Regions from separate parts of the Sus scrofa genome. Here region 2 is linked to region 1. A link is a contact called in public Hi-C data. All regions are on one chromosome and are shown on one strand. The core of a region is the stretch at or near the end of the contact, and the rest is flanking DNA. Distances in the headings are between cores, read along the strand shown.

Region 1 (6,386 bases), core at 1,867-4,366:
TCCTTCTGCTCGGTACTTTCCCCCAGCCCTCCCTGTTCCTGAGTGAGCGCAAACAGCCCCTGAAGCCCATCTGAACTTCCTTGCTTCTCTTTCCCACCCCGGGCCTGGTGCATGAGGGAGGGGAGATGAGAGACGGATGGGAGCCTCTCGATTTCCTGTTTGCAGGCCACACCTCAAGGACTGTGGGAGAAAATGTGGATTTTATTGAAAAATACAAAATTTGAAGTGGAAGAGGAAATGAGGGCATCTAATAATAGTAATGAGATTTCGAATCTGTTCCACCTTCCACGCAGCACAAAGAGTCTCAAGAAGCGAGCTCTCATTTCCCTCGCACAAATGATTCTGTCCAGGCCCTGGCCCACCTCCCACATCCACGGCTCTTTTGGGGCTGTGCCTCCTGCTGGGTGACTCCACCTAGATTCTCAATTAAGAGCGGAACATTTTCTTCATTTGCACCACACAGAGGGCTGATATTATGTGCAGCACATCTGCGAATCTTAAGTGTGGGCCTCATGCAGTGCCACTCTCCCACCCATCAATCTCTGTGTGGACTTAGGTCCACTGGAAGTTCCTTTTGCAGGTGACCGTGAGGCCGAGGACATGTTGTCCTTTCAAGCAGAAAACCAAGACTCCCTTTCCGCTGGGAAGGAGTCCACGATTTTAGAGCAGGAGCTCAGGAGCCTGTCGCTTGTCTGCTTTTTCCTCCTGCAGCGCTCCAGTGTGGGTGACTGGCAGCAATCTCAGGCTCTCAGAGTTGGCAGGTGTCCTGAGCACCCATCCAGGGGTGAGATCCCGCCTCAGCTGGTGCAGTGCAGCAGCCCATGGTTCCCCCTCTCTGCAGCAAGGAGGGGACGATGGCTTTGGCATCAGTCTTTCACTCCATCTTCCAACAACTTTGGTCAGATGAATTTGCTGCTCAGACCCCTAGATGCCCAGCTGAAAGGAATGGCCAAAAAAGAAAATGAATGAAAAATTGGCACTTCTGTGAGATAGATAGATTGTAATGTGGGGATTAAAGATCACATTTGAGGAAAAATGACTGAATCGCCTGGGGAAAAGTTTGTGATTATGACATACCATTAAGTAAAAAGAGCCAGTTATAAGGGAATATGTATAGTACAGTCCAGACAGATAGACAGACAGACAGACAGACGGCTGACTGAGCGGGTGAGTGAGAAGAGCATGAGGAATGACAAGTGCTTCAGAACACCTGACTCCACCCTGGGGAACTGTGCTTCTGTAGCCTTCCATTTTGTCTGATACGCTCTGGAAAGACCAGTAGACAGAGCATACTTCCAGAAGGAAAGCACTTTTTCTATTACTCAAACACAGAAATGCAGAGAATTTGGGAGATAATCAACACCCCTCTTCGCTTCCAGTCCATTCACTGAGCTAACGATGGTCCCTGGGAGTCAGCCCTTCTTCTTCTGATCCCCTTCCCCTGGCCTCGCCCCCTCTCTCCATGGTGTTTCCAGCCTCTCGCACGTTTCTGCAGCATCCCAGCTCCAGCCGGGCATGAGCAGAGCCTCACAATCCTCCACAGGAACAGGCCTGGGGCTTCTAGAAGTTTCAGAGTGGGGCATTGTTGAAATGAACTCTTGCTCATATTCAGTCCATCACATATAATTTAATGTATTATTTACAATGTAAAGAATACCCTGTCAGGGGTATGGGGAACAGAAAACCTCGTTAGTTTACATTGACTTGCCATGTAATTAGGCAGCTGTACTGGTAAAAGTATTCACCTAGAAGAGAAAATAGCCAGTTTTGGTGGAAGGCTCTTGAGTTACCCAGTGAGAATCATGGTTAGTCTCGAACGTTGATTTTTCTGTCTTAAAGTCTCTCTCTCTTTCTCTCAACCAATCAATTCTCTATACTCTTTTATCTCCTGGAAAAAAAAAAATTTCACCACAGCCACTATTTGCATTTCTTCTTCGAGACCTTTGATGCATGAATGCTTCTTGTGTGCAAGCTGGAGCTATGGGGTTTCTGATTCAGGTCAGAGTTACTGAAGCCGAAAAAAAATACGAAAGACAAGAATATGAAAAATTAAAGGTACCGTGAGGTGCTCTCTAGGTTAGGTCAAAGGATGCCTGTTAGGGAGTAGGGCATATCAAATGGATAGCTAGGATGAGGGCTGACCCTAGGAGGGCTGGAGAGACTTGACCTGGTTCTGGAGCCTGCTGGAAAGGCAACCATAGCGCCGGGGCCACAGGGCTGCGCCTCCTGCTCCTCTGCCATTATCTTGTCCCAGCTTCTGTTCCTGGCTTATTTCCCTCTCTCCTTCTTAGGTGGGGTGCTCAGCTGTTCTGGACAACAGAATGGGAAGTGGCTTAGATGCCCTGAAGCCTTGCTTTTGTGGTTCTGATACAGAGCATTAGACCTAATTGAATTTGAAAATAATATAGTAAGATGAAAGGAAATCCCACTTGAGCTCCTCATTTTAAAAAGAGTTAAAAAAAATGATGCGCGCCCAAGACCTGAACCTCAAAGAAGGCCCTCTGGTCCATGGAGGCAGACGGGGCCAGATGTTTTTCCCATCTGTGTTGTCCCTTCTGGCATGGAGGCTGCATGAGGGAGGGAGGCACAGAGCAGCAGAGCAGGCCAGCTTGCTGATGCTGCCCTCTTATTTAGCTCATGGAAATTTCATAGCGTCTAAGGTCTAGCTTTCCCCCTGGATTTGAGGGGAAACCACCTATAGCCCACTTGAACTAGTTTCATGGAAGGAACTTCGATACTGTGCAAAACTTCACCCAAGATTAATTGAACTTGACATCCTGAACGTCCTTTGCATGATGTACTAAGGTAGTATTTTTGAAAATGTCAGTATCTGATCCTTGGTGTGTTTTTTAGATGTCTAAAGTATTCCCAGTTCTCAAATTCCCTTTAAGAGCCTGGAATGCAATACATCTCCGAGTTTTCTTTATTTCGGACGAATCACCACCTCGCTATAGCAAAGCTAAATGTACTCCACATCAACAATTCATCACAGTCATAATTAAAAAAATCCTGAAGGGTATCCAGAGTGGCTGCCTCTGTTCAACACAAACCATTCCCTACTTTACGGGAAGTCAGGATCATGGGCCAGCTTTACATTAAATGGAAAGTGGACGCTACCATCTTGTGGACAAAATATATATAACACTGAAATCTGCTCGGGACTGCTTACCTTTCTTGGCATTACAGCGACCACCTCTCTCGTTCTGGATTCCCCCCAGGCCGTCATGATGACCGTCCCTTGCAGGTTGGAACTTCGGCCTTAAGTGGTCTTTGTCACCAGCATGAAGAAATGGGAGTTTACTGAGAAAATCGTGGAACACCAATGCCAGAGACCTGTGTCCTCATGTAACATTTTGACTCTGGCTTCTAGTTTTCATTTTTCCAATTGCAAATTGGCCCTGGTCGCCTCGTATGAGACACCTAAGTTTCTGGGTGGTATTGACTGGGTTAGGTTTACACAGTATCCTGTGGAGTTGAATGTTTTAATACCAAGATGAATCAGTTTATTAATTGGTTATTTTCTATTGAATGTGCAGATTGGTTAATTTTCTCCTGAATTATTTTTACACACACACACACACTAACTCCACACGCAGATACACACATTTCCCACTGGCCATGGTCCTAGAGGAATGACCTTCTAGAACGTGGAAACATGAAAAGTGTCATCACAGCTGAATAAAGAGGAAGACACAGAACCCCAGCATCCTAGGGTGGACAAGGACCTCCAAGTTCATCAAACCCAATCCCTTTTCTAATGTCTGCATCGCTTGTACAATATCCAGCCATTCTTTGAACCTCTCCTTCTAGAATATAAGAAGGTACTGGCAGTGGTAACCTCATGTGTAAAAGACAGGGAACCAGGTTTCTAGTACACATTTCCATGGATACATTTTTTTTTTGTTACTACACAGAGAGATGATTGAAATTAAGCTAGGCTCTAGAGAATCTCTGTGGAAGAGCCTATAAATATCAGTCTCTTTTCCCTGATGTAGAGGTCGTGGTCTGTTTATAGTATGCTACATGGCTGTTGCCCACTGGAGCCTTAAAAGATCTAAAGTTAGAACTTTCCAGTGTTAAAGTTCTTTCATCTCTCAGGGAAGCACGATATCTACCATAAGCTGAAGATGTTTTATTCCATCAGTTCTTTCTTTAAGCCGCACATCTAAGGGATAGCTGCGTGTGTGTGGTCCATATATTTTTCTTACCCAGGAAACTCATGACTTGCACGTTGGTCATAGAGCAAGGCACCACTTAAGAAAGCATCATTATGTTTATTTTGGGGGGGAGCACATAATATAACCAGTCTTTCATTGTTTTCCTGGCTGTGTAAAAGGAAATAATTTCATATCTTCTCCGTCTCCCACAGAGAAATTGCAGAGATTGTGGTAGCACCATCCCTCCTTAGTCTCACTAATCTTAGGGTTTCTCTCTCGATGGCAATTTTGCTCTAGAGAGGGGAGCCTAATTCGAAAGAAATAGCTTCGCCTTCACTTTACTGTCGTTGTTGAAGCACTAAGTTTCTGGAGATAGAAAAGCTCGGAAACCACCACAACAATGACAAAAACAGTGACAAAGACAGGCAGGGCCTGAGCAGGGATCTGTTGTCAGTACTGGCTCTAGGAAGGACACGTGAGAATTGGAAATTTTACTTCCCATACTTGAGTTCCAGGCCTTCCCGATCCATTTCACTTGTCTTCGCATTTTTTATTTTCTTGATCTCCCTCCTCCAGGGTCTTTGGTTTGTTTGGTTGTTTATTTTCACTCCATCCCGTGGTCAAAAGTATAACTGTAGTCTCTGAAGGGAGGTAAATTCTTTAAAAGGTCCAAGGAAGCTCTGAAAAGAAAGCTAAAATAGAAACTGTGCCTTGGTTAGCTGTGAAACCACCAGTGCTAACGTACCTTAAAATTAGTAAGAAAATGTCCCAAATCTGATAAGAAGGAACTTCCTGTTTTGTACTGTTTTCCACAATTTAGACATGGTGTTTTCAGTTTCCAGATATTTTTATGTGAACAATGGATTAATACTACTTTATCAGAAACATTTCACGGCTCTTCTTATGCTTCAGGCACTGCTGCATTCTTACCTATAGTTTTGGGATAACTTAAGTTACTCTGGTTTCCAGTCGAAGTTATCTCCAAATTAATAAAGGAACTCGATGGGAAAACAAGTCTCAATGTCCAGAAGGTCACTGGACAGTCAGCTCTTTATGCTCTTCTTCATTCTGTATTTGAAAACTCTGTGTAATAGACACAAAAGATAATCTGAGAGCTAAAGGCATTATATAAATTCCAAACAAGCTCAAGGATGGGACGAATGACATTGTTTATTGAATGTCTGTGATTTAACAGGTAGTCTGCCAAGAGTTCCATTTATAGAAAAAGTCTTCTCCATCTCCATCTCAAGCTCGGTGTCTGTAAACGGCTTGCCCAAGTCACAGAGTTAGAAGTATGACCTGGACACGTAGAGCCCACACCCTGCTTAGGCCATGCATGTGGTGCCTGCATAAAGATGGAAGTGTGGCCTGGGTGAGTTTCGATAGAAGAGTACATTTCATAATGCATGCCATCCACCTAGAGCATTTCCAGTGACCATTTGGCTCTGTAGGATTGGCTCTCGGGAGGGAAGTTGAAGTTGGCGATCATAGATTTTGTGGTCACCTGCAAAAATGCCAGACCTGACACTATGAGAAGGGGTGAGATCACTGAGGGATGACCTGGAAAGAAGGGGGAACCAATCTGAATCCTAGAAAATGCCCACAGGTAAGTGGGCGGCATGAAGAACTGAGCCTCTTGATTCACCACCAGCCCAACAGACAAGAAGGAGGGGCTTCATTTTTCTCCCATTTACAGGTGGGGAACCGGAAATGCAATGAGATACCTCATTTGTTCAAGGTCACACTTTAAATCAGCCTCCAACCCTGGACCCTAAAGCAGGGTCCCTGTCACCCAGCCATTGTTTTTTTGCCCCACAACTCGCCCTCTCTCTTTGCTAAGCCCATTATTTTTCTCCAGCGGGTGAGAACAAATAAACAAATTCCAGTGAGAGCACCCAACCCTGTCTGGGCTTCCATCTCTGTTGGGCTGAGAACTTTCTGGTCCCTAATTGAAATAAGCCCATATAAAGCTTTGGTGTGTGGAGGGTGGGAGGGCAGACAGTGGGGGAGAAGCAGGAGTCAGTTATTAGTTTTCTCATTTAATTAACTGCATTCAACAGAGCTAATGCCATAGGCAGATTACTAAAGGCCAGTAACACATCCCTAAGGGAATACTGGGGGCCCTTTTTTTTTTCAGCCCATTAGTGGCCAGAAGAACAGCCTCATAAACCCAGGTCCACCGAAGCCAAAAGCAAAATGTGTATAATTGGGAAAAGGTTGAAAACAATC
Region 2 (6,386 bases), core at 2,746-5,245, 420 kb before region 1:
AATCAATCACATGTGATATCTTACATTCAGAATTAGTGTTGATGCAGACCAGAATGCCAGTCTGGGCTTTTTTATTTATTCTCATCCCCTGGGCTTCAAAGGTACACAAAATTTCAGACTAGGAATAAGAGCATCATCAGCTCAAAGAGGCTGAGAATGTATTTACTTTTTTATTAGCTTAACTCGACCATTTTCTACTTTTCTATGCTTTTTTTCATTCCATGAAAACATCAGGGACTTGTGTTAATATTTGGGGAGATCACTTAGACTGACTGAGGCACTGACCCTGGCAAGTGAGGTTTTATGATCAGGGGGCAATAACTGGACCAAATATAAGACCTCTTTCTGTGGAGTTCATGGGGATAGTGTTTAAACCATTTTTAAGTGGTTTTTAAATGTAGCAGAACATAAATCTCACTCTGTATTTTTTCTTTATGAAGAACAAAGCCTCTAAAAATTCTTCTCTATTAATCATATTTAGGCCTTTTTATAAACCATGAATCACCTGACTAATGGCTTATTAAAATACCCACTCTAATACTTTCAACGAACTGCATGCATGTCCATTTACCCAAAGGCAAACACTGATATTATTTTTATAGAAATTACAGACATTTAATTTCCTAAGAAAACACAGCCTTGTCTGCTAAGTTTGAGGTAGGCAGTGAAGAAGGTAGGAAGCACCTTTCATACTCAAGCTCAGAATTCATGTTCCTAGGAAATGAAACAAAATCCACCTTCCCAAATCGAGGAGCTTTTAATTTCTTAAGTGGAAGGGGGAAGGGAGTGATAGTCATTTCAGTGGGCCAACTTTCTGTTTCCAATCTCATTTATCAGATGGTATTTTAGGATCCAGGGATTATCAGTTATTCTGATAGAACTGACAATTATTTGTGGTAGAAAAAGCAAGACAATAATAGGAGTAGCTGCTCATATTATGAGACAGGGGGATGAGGTGAGAGGGTAAAATAATCCAAGGTTTACATGAAAGTTAACCAGATATTCATTATTCCATTCCTATCTCCAGATAAAAATTTTTGTAGCATAATCATAATTCCTTAAATTGAAAATAAAGGTAAAACTCTTGTGAGAAATTGGTTTAACCAATACTTTGGTATTAGATAGAAGAGCTGGAGAGGTGTGTTTTATCTTTCATTTTCATGTTTAGCTTCACCCTTTGCTTTTTTAAGCCACAGGCAAATTCTCCACCATCTTTAAATGTTCTGATTCTTTTGCTAATTTGAATACTATTCTTTTAATTTCAAAGATATCAATAACTTTTCAAACTAACACATTTAGGAGGTTGGTACAGAAAGGAAAGAGAAGGAGGGTGAGAAAACAGATTAAAACCGTTTGGAAGTGAACTGGACATATTCCTGTATGGTACAAGTGCGATGTTATAACTCTTCCATGGTGATTTATTAACTGTTGAATTTTTAATTTCCATGTGCTTATTTATTGTGTGTTTTTTTTTTTTCCTTTGGAATGCCAAAGAGTGTCGCCTGGGTACTTAACCACCTGACTTGGTCTGATCCTCCTGACACATCATAGTAATCAATCTAGAGTTTGTACTTTTCATTGGAACACTGAAAATTTACAGTTCAGCAAAGATTGGAAAGGTAGTCACATTGGAACAGCACCAACATTGGGCATTAGCCACCTGAAGACAGCCAGATCTTTCACCAGAAAGAGACTCATGATGAGTTTTGGGACCCTGTTGACAGGATACTTTCACAATTATGGAAAACTTCTGAAAGCAACTTGATTGTATGGCCTTTTGATTTTTGCACAGCTTGGATGACATACTTGTAGACCTGAAGTTGATGGTGACAAAGAGGAGAGCCAGGATGGTGTCAGAAGCCACAGTGGTGATGCTGAAATCCCAAGGAAAGTAGCGCTATCAGTGTGGGGCAAGAACTAAGCTCAGCTGTCTTCACATTGTGCCAGAAACCTAGACCGTGTATTACAAAGGAAACTCTGTTGAGCAAATTCCCAGGCAACTCCCTCCCGTGTTCCTTCCCCCCATCACTGTCATGGAAGGTTGGGCCCCAGAAGACAAAGAGGAGTTAGATGGCATTGACTGGCTTCCAGTGACTCTACCATGGGCTTTTCCAATAAAGGCCGGGGAGAGAGAGGAAATAAAATAATCACACAATTGGCTCTTCCAAGTCCCTTCACTCCTTCCGATTCATGCCTTAGACTCTGATAACTAGTCATGTTTTGATATATGGCCTTCTAGACGTTCTCTTTTATATGCTAACTGGATATGTTCTTGTTTAATATTTCACTTAAAAAATCCCTTCTCCTTTTGCACTGAAAGGGTTCCCTCGTTGTTTTCTTTCTGCCCCTGCCCTAATCCTATTCCCCTGAAGTAGAGTCTAGTAATGTTTTGATATATAGCTTTCCAGACTTCTTCAATTATTTTATATGCTAACTGAAATCATGACTGTTTTTGCTGGATGGGACCTTGGGGATCATCTTTCCATATCTCTCTACTCCTCCCACTGTCCCCTCACTATAGGCTTCCAGAAGATACATAGGCTAAATGCCCCACCTTGAAACACCACCTCGACCAGTGATTGACAAAACTCAAACTAGAACCCAGGTGTTTTCAGTCCTAGTTAAATGATTTTTCTGCTGCAGCTCACCGTTCTATTTTTTTAGACCATTTCATGACCGAAAGAAGCACTTTCTGTGAGATGGATTTAAGTGGTTTATGGCCAGATTTACAAGATGACCATTCATTTTCTGATGGAAAACAAGCAGACAAACCAGCAAACTTCTCTGCAAATAGAAATGGCTGTAGTTCATCTCCTCTATTCCTCCTTTGGCTCTAGTGACTGGCCCACAGGCCCAGTGTGGGGCTTTCCTGGAGCAGCTTTCTTGTACTAAGCTCATCCTTACAGCCATCTATCATATAGTCAGCTTTTGCTTCTTATTCTGTTTTCTTATTGGTCACATGCTTTGGGCATAGGTACAACTCTCCCTGCTTTCTCTTCCAGTGCTTCCAGAAAGATTTGAGTTGCTGGTCTTCTGAGTATGTTCAGGGTGTTCCCCATAAAAACCAAGACTCTCCACTTGTGTGGGACATCATGTTTATTATTCATGTTTCATCAACTGAAAGGTATAGCTTTACCAGTAATTCTGGCCCACCTGAAACCACTAGTCTGATTTTTCTTTAAATTATTAAATAGACCTCTCTCCAAGCTTTCTAAGTTCAACTTGGGCAGACACATACATCCCATTATGTAGATATAAAATGCACACTTTCACAAAATAACGCTAATAAAAGCCTTGAGGTCTTACTCTACCTCAAACCTTCTTCCTCCCCAGTCACTCTCAGAACTTCTCACTCCCCTGGCGCACCTAGAAGTTCTAGGGTCACTCTTCACAGCAGGCCCAGGTCTTTGGTCTTTGTTCAAAGTCTATCATGTCTTCTGAGTTATAGTAAACATGCTTATTTTTAAACTACAGTCATATCTCTGACACAGACAGAATTCACAGTGATTTTTGGATATGGGTATCCTTTTTTTTTTTTTTTTTTTTTTTTTTTTTGCCAAGGATCTAATTTGAACAAACTTGAGTTTTCAAGGAAGAATGAATTCAGAGAGTAAATGCCAAAGAGGCCCACTTTGCTAATATAATTTGCAATTAATAGGGTACAAGTGAGCTCTTCTGAGTTTGATGGTGGTGGTTGTTGCCTGAAGATCTCTTTACTTCACATAAACCTCTGCCTGTTGTTGTTTCCCTTTGTGTGTGCTTGTGCATGTGCTGTGGGGGATTTTAAACAAGCATTGTTTTGTTTCATGTGATTGTGGAATAGTGCTTTTATGTTTACCTTTCATATCCACTTTAAGGATGGAATCTGTTTTACAATTGGGATTGCTGCTATGACCAATTCTGTAGCATTGCCTTAAGTTCAGGCACATGCCTCTGAAACCTTAATCACTAACAGATGCTGCTCTGAATCAAGAATTCCCCTCTCTGGCTACTCGGCCTGAGCAATGAGCTGCCTAACTTGGATTCTACAGGCTTCTTGAGAAACTCCACAGGCTGCCTTACTAGCACACTGGTAACATGCAGAAGATTGATATTTTCCAGGCCCAAGCAGGACTTTGAAAAAATACCTAGCAGTTGTGGAGAGCTATTTATTCTCCCCTCCTCCCGCAAGTGTTTTCACATACATGATCTCATTTTATCCTTCAAATAGTCCTTGGAGTTAAGTAGGAAAAGCAGTGTTTTCCCCTAGGAGCCTGAGGTTCAGAGATGTTAAGTAACTTGCTCAAGGTCACACATTAGCCTTGACTCCTAGTCTGGTGTTCTTTCCACCAAAACAACACTAATATTTACTTTGTCCTGTGTCATAATTGGCTAAAGTGTTCAGGTGCTACATGAAAACAAGCTGTCATTCTTATAGCTTGGATTTTATTAAATGTGTAACAGTTTTAGTATTTTTTCCTAGTCTGTATTAGGCAGTAATTTTGTGTTTATTGGGGAACAATTATTTGGGGAATTTTTTCAGTACATCCTGGTTTGGTGCAGCCCCAAATTTACCATTAAAAAATAAAGCCACCCATGTGTTTCTGAATCAAGGGGTCTCTTCTGAGAGCTAAGGCTTCAGTTTCCTAATTCAAAGAACAAAGGAAAACAGGACTAGAATTAATTATTAAATTACCTCCAGAAATTAACATAGGTTCTAATCTAAATTTAACATCTTACATCAGAATTCCTCTTGTGGAAGAGACAGTATTTGTCTGGAAAAACACCTTGGAGGTAGAACGTGAAACTTCCAGGATCTGAGTTTTCTGGAGAGGGAGAAGAGTAAGAATAGAGAAGAATTTGTAGAAAGGTATGAAATTAGGTACTGATTATATTAAGAGCCAACAGGGGAATCCCTAGTGGTGTGATTGCTAGAAAGGACGCTGAAGAAGAGGAATGGTTGATATGAAGATGTTTGCTCTGTAGAGCAGGCTGTGATTCTTCTCTGTGGTCCCGATATAGTCAGTAAAACCTGTGTTTTATGTGAATGGAAGCTTTCCTATGGGAATTAATGAAGAGGCTGAGTTTTACTTCTGAATTGACATAATATAGAACTGAGCAGAAGAGAGCAGATTAAGAACTCTTGGTAATTTGCAGAAATCTTGGGAGAAGTTTGGATTTCTGCAGACTGGAATTGGAGGCTTAAACTCATTTCACCTCACTATCCATGGGATGAATGTGATCAGGTGACATCTGGGTGAATACATGATGTTGCCTGAAGATATTATGAAAAATACTATTTTCGAAATACTCTCATGGCTTTAGAAGAACTAAGATATGATTATAGATGTTATAAGAAAGATGCACATCAAGAAAGTGAATGTGAACAAAGATGCTTGCAAACAGAGTAGATGAAGGATTAAAAACCTTGAAATACAGTTCCAGATTCGGCCCAGGTTGTAGAATTATTTTAACTAAGTTCTACTGCCTTTATTCTCTTTCCTATGCAAAATGTAATGGTAGTTCATATGCTTTTAATCTAACAGTCAGGGCCAAAAGGGGAATTTTCCAAATTTGGAAATATTTACTTTACAATCTTGAGAAAGTTTTCTTAGTCTGATAGAGAGAGGATGGGGGGCCGGGGTGCAAAGCACAGGGCAACAGAACCAAAGCATTTATTTTCAATGTGTCCTCTTTGCAGAGAAATATCAGCGCAGGTATGCTGCCTTAAAGATGAGGCCATGTCCTTACCTGTGGTATGTATATTAGAGTCCCAGTCTTCTTCACAATGTGACAGCTGAGATGACAACAGGATTTGATGAGGACACTTATGTTGAATAATGTCAGTCCTCTCAGTAACGAAGTGAATCAGCACCATCTGCTGAATAATAAGAGTTGGGATAATAGAAGTTTGTGGTGTTCACAAGAGGTCTGGACTAGTTTTAGAAGTAAACTAGAGAGGTAATGATAAATCAATGGCAAGACTGCCTATGAGTGGTTAAGGTCAAAGAACCTCTACCTAGTCTTATACAAACTTTTCAAATAAAGCTCCCTCCATTTTTTTCCCATTTTCTCATAATTAGAAAAATTAAATTTAATTTGACTAGAGTATAGTTGATTTGCAAATGTTGTATTAGTTTCAGTTTACAGCAAAGTGAATCAGTCATACATATAAACATATCCATTCTTTTTTCCCATATTGGTTATTACAAACTATTGATTAGATTTTCCTGTTAATCATCTATTTTAGATGGTAGTGTGTGTATGTTATTCCCACCCTTCTTCCACCTGTTTGCTGTTATTGAATTCAATTCTTTTTGAGAACACTGCTCAAGTGGGATTCGCATTCTCCCCCTCCCACCTCATCATGGGACTGGGAGGAGCAAGCAGAGAAAAGGCCATTATTC

The links. A called contact is a pair of places that touch in the nucleus more often than the background predicts.
Region 2: a contact with region 1 is called in a Hi-C map of embryonic fibroblasts, with 2.0 times the contacts expected there. The contact joins two enhancer-like sites. A contact is called at or near these places in 3 of 47 Hi-C or Micro-C datasets (embryonic fibroblasts and epiblast stem cells).

What each region holds. Positions count from the first base shown.
Region 1 is chr5:81,547,146-81,553,531 of Sscrofa11.1, reverse strand. LOC106510404 (a long non-coding RNA gene) reads right to left here. Exons shown (of 6, transcript XR_002344191.1): 4 at 4,662-5,240; 5 at 3,170-3,268; 6 at 182-2,309. Among named protein-coding and RNA genes, the nearest start is that of PAH, 160 kb to the right of the region's middle. Within about 2 kb of position 3,116, at least 1 of the 83 cell types and tissues checked has an H3K27ac peak or open chromatin away from gene starts, as enhancers often do. A contact at or near this core is called in embryonic fibroblasts, where this site is marked.
Region 2 is chr5:81,972,805-81,979,190 of Sscrofa11.1, reverse strand. No RefSeq gene overlaps it. Among named protein-coding and RNA genes, the nearest start is that of PMCH, 43 kb to the left of the region's middle. Within about 2 kb of position 3,995, at least 6 of the 83 cell types and tissues checked have an H3K27ac peak or open chromatin away from gene starts, as enhancers often do. A contact at or near this core is called in embryonic fibroblasts, where this site is marked.